2 separate regions of the Ovis aries genome follow, and region 2 is linked to region 1. The links are chromatin contacts, called in public Hi-C maps. All regions are on one chromosome and are shown on one strand. The core of a region is the stretch at or near the end of the contact, and the rest is flanking DNA. Distances in the headings are between cores, read along the strand shown. Region 1 has its middle 270 kb from the start of PTEN. Region 2 overlaps RNLS (renalase, FAD dependent amine oxidase).

The links. Hi-C and Micro-C count contacts between places; a contact is called where the count stands out from the background.
Region 2: a contact with region 1 is called in a Hi-C map of liver, with 7 times the contacts expected there. The contact joins two enhancer-like sites. A contact is called at or near these places in 2 of 16 Hi-C or Micro-C datasets (liver and skin fibroblasts).

The regions. Positions count from the first base shown.
Region 1 is chr22:9,514,906-9,518,638 of ARS-UI_Ramb_v3.0, forward strand. No RefSeq gene overlaps it. Among named protein-coding and RNA genes, the nearest start is that of PTEN, 270 kb to the left of the region's middle. Within about 2 kb of position 2,031, at least 16 of the 54 cell types and tissues checked have an H3K27ac peak or open chromatin away from gene starts, as enhancers often do. A contact at or near this core is called in liver, where this site is marked.
Region 2 is chr22:9,789,883-9,793,195 of ARS-UI_Ramb_v3.0, forward strand. All of the region lies in intron 5 of RNLS (renalase, FAD dependent amine oxidase), which reads right to left. Among named protein-coding and RNA genes, the nearest start is that of TRNAG-UCC, 28 kb to the right of the region's middle. Within about 2 kb of position 1,614, at least 23 of the 54 cell types and tissues checked have an H3K27ac peak or open chromatin away from gene starts, as enhancers often do. A contact at or near this core is called in liver, where this site is marked.

The DNA of each region.
Region 1 (3,733 bases), core at 781-3,280:
TTTTGGTGAGGTGACATTTGGGGTACAAGGTGACTGTGAGAAGCAGTCAGAAATGAAAGATTGGCTGGATGAAGCAGGGTAGGTAAAAGTAGAGCCTTGACATCAGACCAGGGGTACTTGGAATCCTACTCTAATGTTTAGCAGCTGTGTGACCTCAAGCACATGGCTTGGGTCAGGTGTCCACGTCATCCAATTTGCATGAGACTTTCCCAGGGACAGGGGAGCCTGGTGGGCTGCCGTCTATGGGGTCGCACAGAGTCGGACATGACTAAAGTGACTTAGCTTAGCTGTCCCATTTTAGCATTGAGAGTCCCATGTCCTGGGAAACTCCACAGCCCCAAGCAAACTGGGACAGCTTGCCCTAGACCGTCCTAGTAGGAAAACTGCAAGCCCTTGGTTGTGGAACCCCCAAGGAGGTAGGCAAGCTGGGATGGTCAGTGAACCTACTTGAACAGCTTCAGCCTCAGTTTCCTCATCTGAAAAGCAGAGAGAAAAGCTGTTCCTTCTTTGGAGTGTGGTATGGATTCATTGAGCTGGTACATGTGTAAAGCACACAGCATAAAAGTTGGCAAAACAAAAAGCTATAAAAAGTTTGTTGAAAGGGTGAGTTAGATCAATCAAGTGGATGAACCAGGTGGGTGCAGAGGGGATGGAAAGTAACCTGGTGTTGTCCTGGGATGAGTGCAGAGCCCTAGGCTTTATGTACAGAACTTGCAAATTGGGATTCTACCTGTATTTATAAAAGAGGGTTTGCCAAGAAAATTAGTAAACAAGAGAAATGTTAAACTGTGGAAGAGGGCAAACCTTAGCAGCAGCATTTAGATTTTAATAATGTTTATGCTAATTATTAGTGAATATGTTTCTTCATTAGAGGTTTTCCAAGAGTCTCTAAAGATGGGCATGTCAGTTCTCTGGTTCACTTGACACTACGGCTGTACACGCTCAAACGAAATGAAACCACATTTTGTTTCAGTATTTGTTCTTTCAACTCTTTGGTCAACTTACTCCACCAATAATTTACTTAGTGTTTTTCATGTGTTAGGCACAATGCTAGGCTCCAGGGAGGCTACAAAGAAATATGAGAAGTATTCTTTAAAAGTTTATTAATACATTTATTAATTTAAGTTAAAAGTTTATTAGTAAAATTGTTTTATCATGACACTCATTTTCTTTATTTAAACTTGAACCACCACGGTCCTCTCCTTTATTCTTTCTCCTCCAGTATCAAGGCCTTTTGACAGCTCCGTGTGTAAGATTACACTAGGGTTAAAGTCCCTAGAAGCCAGACACATGGAAGTCAGAAAGTCCCCATCAGGGCATTTCAAAGGGATGGGCTGGAGGCAGGAAAGATAGACGAAGCGCTGGAGAGAGAATGGGGGTACTGAGAGAGAAGGGGGCCAGAGAGAGAGGGATTTCCAGGGAAAGGGTCTGAGACAGGAAAAAGAGGGCAGCAGGAGGCCAGAGGCCAAAAGGGAGAACGGCAACTCACAGGGCACATGTGGGGAGGAGAGGGCCGGGAGGAGAGAACCCTGAGGCACGAGCCGACAGGGAAGGAGGAGACTCAGGGGCCGGAGGTGCTTAGCTGTAATCCCCTCATCCCCCCACACTGAATAAAAATGTTGCTGTTACACATGTGAGGTGAGGGCTTTTTTGTTTCGTGTGGTTTGTGTCTTTAGCCACAGCTAAGAGGAAACCGAGGTGGGGACCAGAGCGAGGAGAAGAGGCTGGGCCTCCAGCGCCACCCCGGCGGGGCCTGTCTCCCTCGGCCTGCGCTTGCGTCTCCTGCTCCAGGAGTCACCGCCCGCAGGCCCTTGGCGACACCAAAGGAGCAGGACTCCGCCATTTCCGTGGCCTGTTGAGGCCAAGCATCCCCAGGCGGATGAGGCTGCCTCCTGCAGGAGTTGGCAGCTGCCTTGAGCTTTGCCAGCGACCGCTTCCCCAAACTGCTTCCTCCTCAGAACCGCTCTGGTGCAACCTTAACGCCACCCTTCCTCTTCCTTCACCTGAAGAGGCAAAGCAGGGTCAGGCCAGAGAGGCTGCCCTCCTCCTTTCTTTCACTTTCTTCAAAGCTCTTTCCCCCTTTCCACGGTCCTGTGTTGTACCTCCTCAGTGCTTTCCTTAAGAGATTCGGGATAAAAAATGCATAACACATCCCAGGCCTCAGAGGCCAAGAAGAAAGAGTTGTGTGTAAATAATCAGTTCACTTTGCTTTGGAGAATGACCAGGCTGGAAGGGCCTGCAGAGTGCGTAATTGTTAGCCAAGAGCTGCGGACCAGAAGGTTGAAAAATTCCACAGCCTGAGCCAAGTGGTCAGATTGCTGGCTGCCTCTATCAGTAAAACTCTGAGGCCAGGTCTGGCCAGCCTGAGCACGGCGGCCATTGTGGTGCGGCACAGTAACCCCACACTGGTTTATCTCTTGGGTTCTGGTTTCAAGGGACAAAATCATTATAGACTGTAGACTTGACAGGAAGCCATATGATTGCATATCAACTTGGGGGCCTTTTAAAAAAATTATGCTTTCAAATATATCTATTTGAAAGATGCTAAGCTATTACGTGTGAAGATTCCCTGGAGGAGGGCATGGCAACCCACTCCAGTATTCTTGCCTGGAGAATCCCATGGACAGAGGAGCCTGGTGGGCTAGAGTCCATGTGGTCTCAAAGGGTCGGACATGACTGAAGGGACAGCAAGCAGGTGGGCACAAGCTATTAAATACAAGAAGTCAGACAATGCCTTTCTGAATCTGGCTCTGCTGTGTATCTCTGGACCCTTCTGAGCTCAGGCTTCCACGTTTCTGTGACTCATTTTTGCTTTGCATTGCTAGACTCAGGATGCTTTTAGGTATTACTCAACTGCCTGGACAGTGCATATTCTGAACAAACTCGTGTAGATGGCATCTGCCCAGTATTTCCAGAGGCTCAGGGCTAACTTGGAGATGATTACATTAAATTCTGCTTCCATATCACGTAATAGTTTGTAAGCACTTTCCCTGTGCAGTATTTCACTGAAGCCTGAAACAACTCTGCTAGATGGGTACGGTGACTTCCCATTTGCTGATGAGGAAATGGAGGTCCAGAGAGGTGAACTGACTACCCGCAAAGTCTTAGAGCTTGTGGCAGGTCCAGATTTCCTGACTTAAACTGTAAACCTTTCCACTTCACCTGCTGCTTGTCAATGACAGAAAACTAAACATGATAAGTAATACAGGTTGAGTGTTTACTGTTTGCCAGACACCATGCTCGGTACTTTAACATGCATTATCTCATTTAGTTTACTAAACAGATACAAGAGAGAGCTGATGCTATTATCCCCATTTTTAGATAAGAGAATTGAGGCTTAGAGGGATTAAATAAATTCCTCATTGTCACCTGAAGTAGTAAAGGGACTGAAATCCAGTGTGTTGGATCCCAGAGCTGGTGTCCCTAACCTCTGACCACTCATGCAGGCAAGATATTAATGGGGCTTCCCTGGTGGCTCAGTGGTAAAGAATCGGCCTACTAATGCAGGAAATGCAGGAGATGTGAGTTTGATCCCTGGACTGGGAAGATCCCCTGGAGAAGTAAATGGCAACCCACCCCAGTATTCTTGCCTACGAAATCCCATGTATAGAGGAGCCTGGTGGGTCGTAGTCCTCGGGATCACAAAAGGGTTGGACATGGCTTGGTGACTAAACAACAACTCCACACACAGCCACAGAGGAAGATACCAAAGCCCTGTTCACCAAGTCCTCTG
Region 2 (3,313 bases), core at 364-2,863, 270 kb after region 1:
ACAGTCCACGGGGTCGCAAAGAGTGGGACACGATATGGGGATTAAAAAACCAACCAAAGTGAACAACTCAAACAAACCCCATCTTATTGATTAGGTATTAGAGGTTAGGGAGACTATTAGGAAGGAAAAATATTAAGGACCTTATTAGAGCTGCCAGAAAAAATACAGGACAATCAGATAAATGTGAATTTCAGCTGAACACTATTTTTTTTAAGCATAGGTATATCCCAAGTATTGCATGAGTCATACTTACGCTAAATAAATTATTCATCGTTTATCTAAAATTCAAATGTAACTGGGTGCCAGGTATTCTTATTTACAAAATCTGGCAGGCTGGACATGACTGAATTAGGTAAGAAACCTCTTACCCTGCACAGCCAACCACCTTCAGAATTCAAAAGAGCCTACTGTGTTTCCTGAATATTCATTGGAAAGACTAAAGCTGAAGCTGAAACCCGAATACTTTGGTCATCTGATGTGAAGAGCTGACTCATAGGAAAAGACCTGATGCTGGGAAAGACTGAAGGCAAAAGAAGAGGGCAGCAGAGGATAAGATGGTTACATGGAATCATCAACTCAACTGACATGAATCTGAGCAAACTCCAGGAGATAGTGAAGAACAGGGAAGCCTGGTGTGCTGCAGTCCATGGGGTCACAAAGAGTTGGACATAACTGAGCAACTGAACAACAACTGTGTTTCCAATTCAAACTGCAAAAGTTTCAAGGAAAAGGTTGATCCCACCCTCTCTGTCTTTGCCAAGCAAAGGGCCCAGATGGGAACCTTGCCCGATGTGAGGGATTCTGCCTCCTGTGTACCCTCTGTGGGAGCCTGGTGCAGAGGCTGCTGGGAAAACCAGGGCACTCAGCCCCTTGTCCCTTGGGTCCCTCTGCCCCAGGCTTCCCTCCGGGTGGGGCCCTGTGGTTACAGTGTGGTGACTCTTTGTCTCTGCACCCATGCCACGCCCTGCTTAGTCCACCTGGAGGTGGGGGTGGGGTGAGGGAGAGAAAAAATGGGTTGGAGGAGGAAAAGAAAAGGCTTATCAGTTTAACATTTTTTTTTCTGAGCTGGGTTGTGCTTGGCTGTCCTGGTCTGCAAAACCGTAATTATTACTTTGATGCAGGGTGGCTGCAGATTGTCATTGCCAGGCCTGATTTAATAGCCTGCTTGCACAAAGTCCGACAGAGATTGCTTTTGTTGCACTTTCGAACAGCTCCTGACGGTGGCTCTTTTACGTTAAGGAGGAAACTCTGTGGTTAAACTGTAGCCTAGGTATTTTTAGAGCCGTTACCATGTTAACCGAATTTCGTACATTTCACCTGCAGGATATGTGGTAGTGCTTAGGGCCTTCCCTAAACTCTAACCAAAAATACGTTTTACCAGTTGTTAATGCTGTGCTCAGGACCAACTACTTGCTATCAGAAGAGCTACTCACCAAACATGTGGGCTGCCTAAGAATTCCTTTTTGGATGGGTGGTTCTATGCCATTAGGGAATGTTTTTGCCTTGATACAGAATGATTTGAAGAAACCGAACCAAAAGGCTAAAACTGGTTAGTTCTAAAGGTCAGAGCCTGAAGGCAGTGACCCATTTGTTAATCATTAAGCTTTTCTAAGCCATCTCTGACAGAATTCTGGCTCTCTGCCACTTCTCTGGTCATTTTAAGCTGCAAATTCTTGTACTGTGTCAGTTTTTAAGTAGGTAGCAAAGGTTATGAGAAAGACATCACTTGTTAGTTATTTTTCCTTATCAAACGCCTTTATGGTTTTAGAAAGCAGAGCTGTTCTGTGTTAAGGGAATCTTCTTAACATCCCAGCTATACGCATTTAAAGATGGACCGGCGGGTCCTCTAAAAAGGCAGGGTTTCTAGCTATTATTCCCATGTTAATTAGCTTCCAAAGATAAACAGGAAGTGAGTGAGAGAACACCCACTTAGCCATTAGGTATTAGTTCCCAAATTACTGCTGTCCACAGTGGTTTTCTTCAACAACCCCAGCACTGACACTTGAAGAAACAGGAGCATGATAAGCACAATGTGTTTATCATCTTCTGTCATCAGTTAAAAACTGGAGAAGAGCTTTAAAATATTCTGAATGCATTTTGTGAAGCCCAATGAGGTTCAAGAGGTATGATGTTTCATTTCCAAATTTAATGCCAGTTTATGCTCTAATCTACCTGAATTAAAATTGATTTGTACACCAAAAACCCCACAAACAAAACTAAATTGTATGCAGCCAAGGGACATTAAGCTGCTAAAATACTTGCTATAATATTGAACATGGAATGGTTGTTCTCTATTTCTCAAGGGAAAAAATACAGTCAAATCTTGCTTATCCATAACCCAAACTTCCGGGAGGCTTAAGTATTTGGAATTGCTCCAAACTCTGAACAGGGAGTGGGGAGAGGGATGCAGAGGAAGGCCAGGAGGAGGGAGGGGGAGGAAGGGTAAAGGAGAGGGAGAGGAAGAAAGAGAAAGAGAGAGAATAAGAATCAGTAGAAAGCAAGCAAGTCAGCTTTCAGAAGTAGACCTGAAGCCCTAGCAACACTGAAAAGAGACCTGGAGGTTACATCTGATTGGCTTACCAGCTAGAAGGAATGGTGAGCTATGATTGGCTGGTGATGATGTCTCCAAATAACCAGTCTTTTTCAGGAAAGCAAATTTATGTGGCAGAAGGGACAAGAGACAGAAGAAACAAGCAAGGAGAAAGGGAAGACAACAGGGAAAAATGAATGGCAGATTATTTGTAGCAGAGGTGATGACTAAGACCAAAATGAGAAAAAGAATAACAACACTTATTTATGATAGTGCTTACAAGTTTACAAAGTGCTTTTATGTGTAATCATTAATATTGTCTTTTCAAAGACCTACAGGGCTCCCAGAAGCGAAGTAGCATCCCCCAGGTCATTCAGCTAATCAGAAAAATAGTGAAGGTTTTCTGGTCACAAATCCAACACTTTTGATGCCACACAGGTGTTGTGGAGATGATTCAAAGTTGTCCTGCAGGGCAGAGAGTAGTAAATGCTCTAAATGTAAAAAGGAATCAGAAGCCACATCAGCATGCATATTAGTAGAAAGGTGAAAGGGAGTAGGGGGAGTCGCTGCCCTTCAAGACCTTAGACCTTGAAGGGGATCATCTCTTAGGTATTTGGAAGAGAAGATTATAGTGGTTCAAGTGAGGGTTGTGTCTTGTGTGCTGAGGGCAGCTCTGAATCTATTTCAGGGTGTATCACTGTCTTCTTGCACTTATCATGTAGAGTTGGGTACGTAACTATTACCTCCCACCTCTTGCTTTAAAGGGCTTCCCACATGGCACAG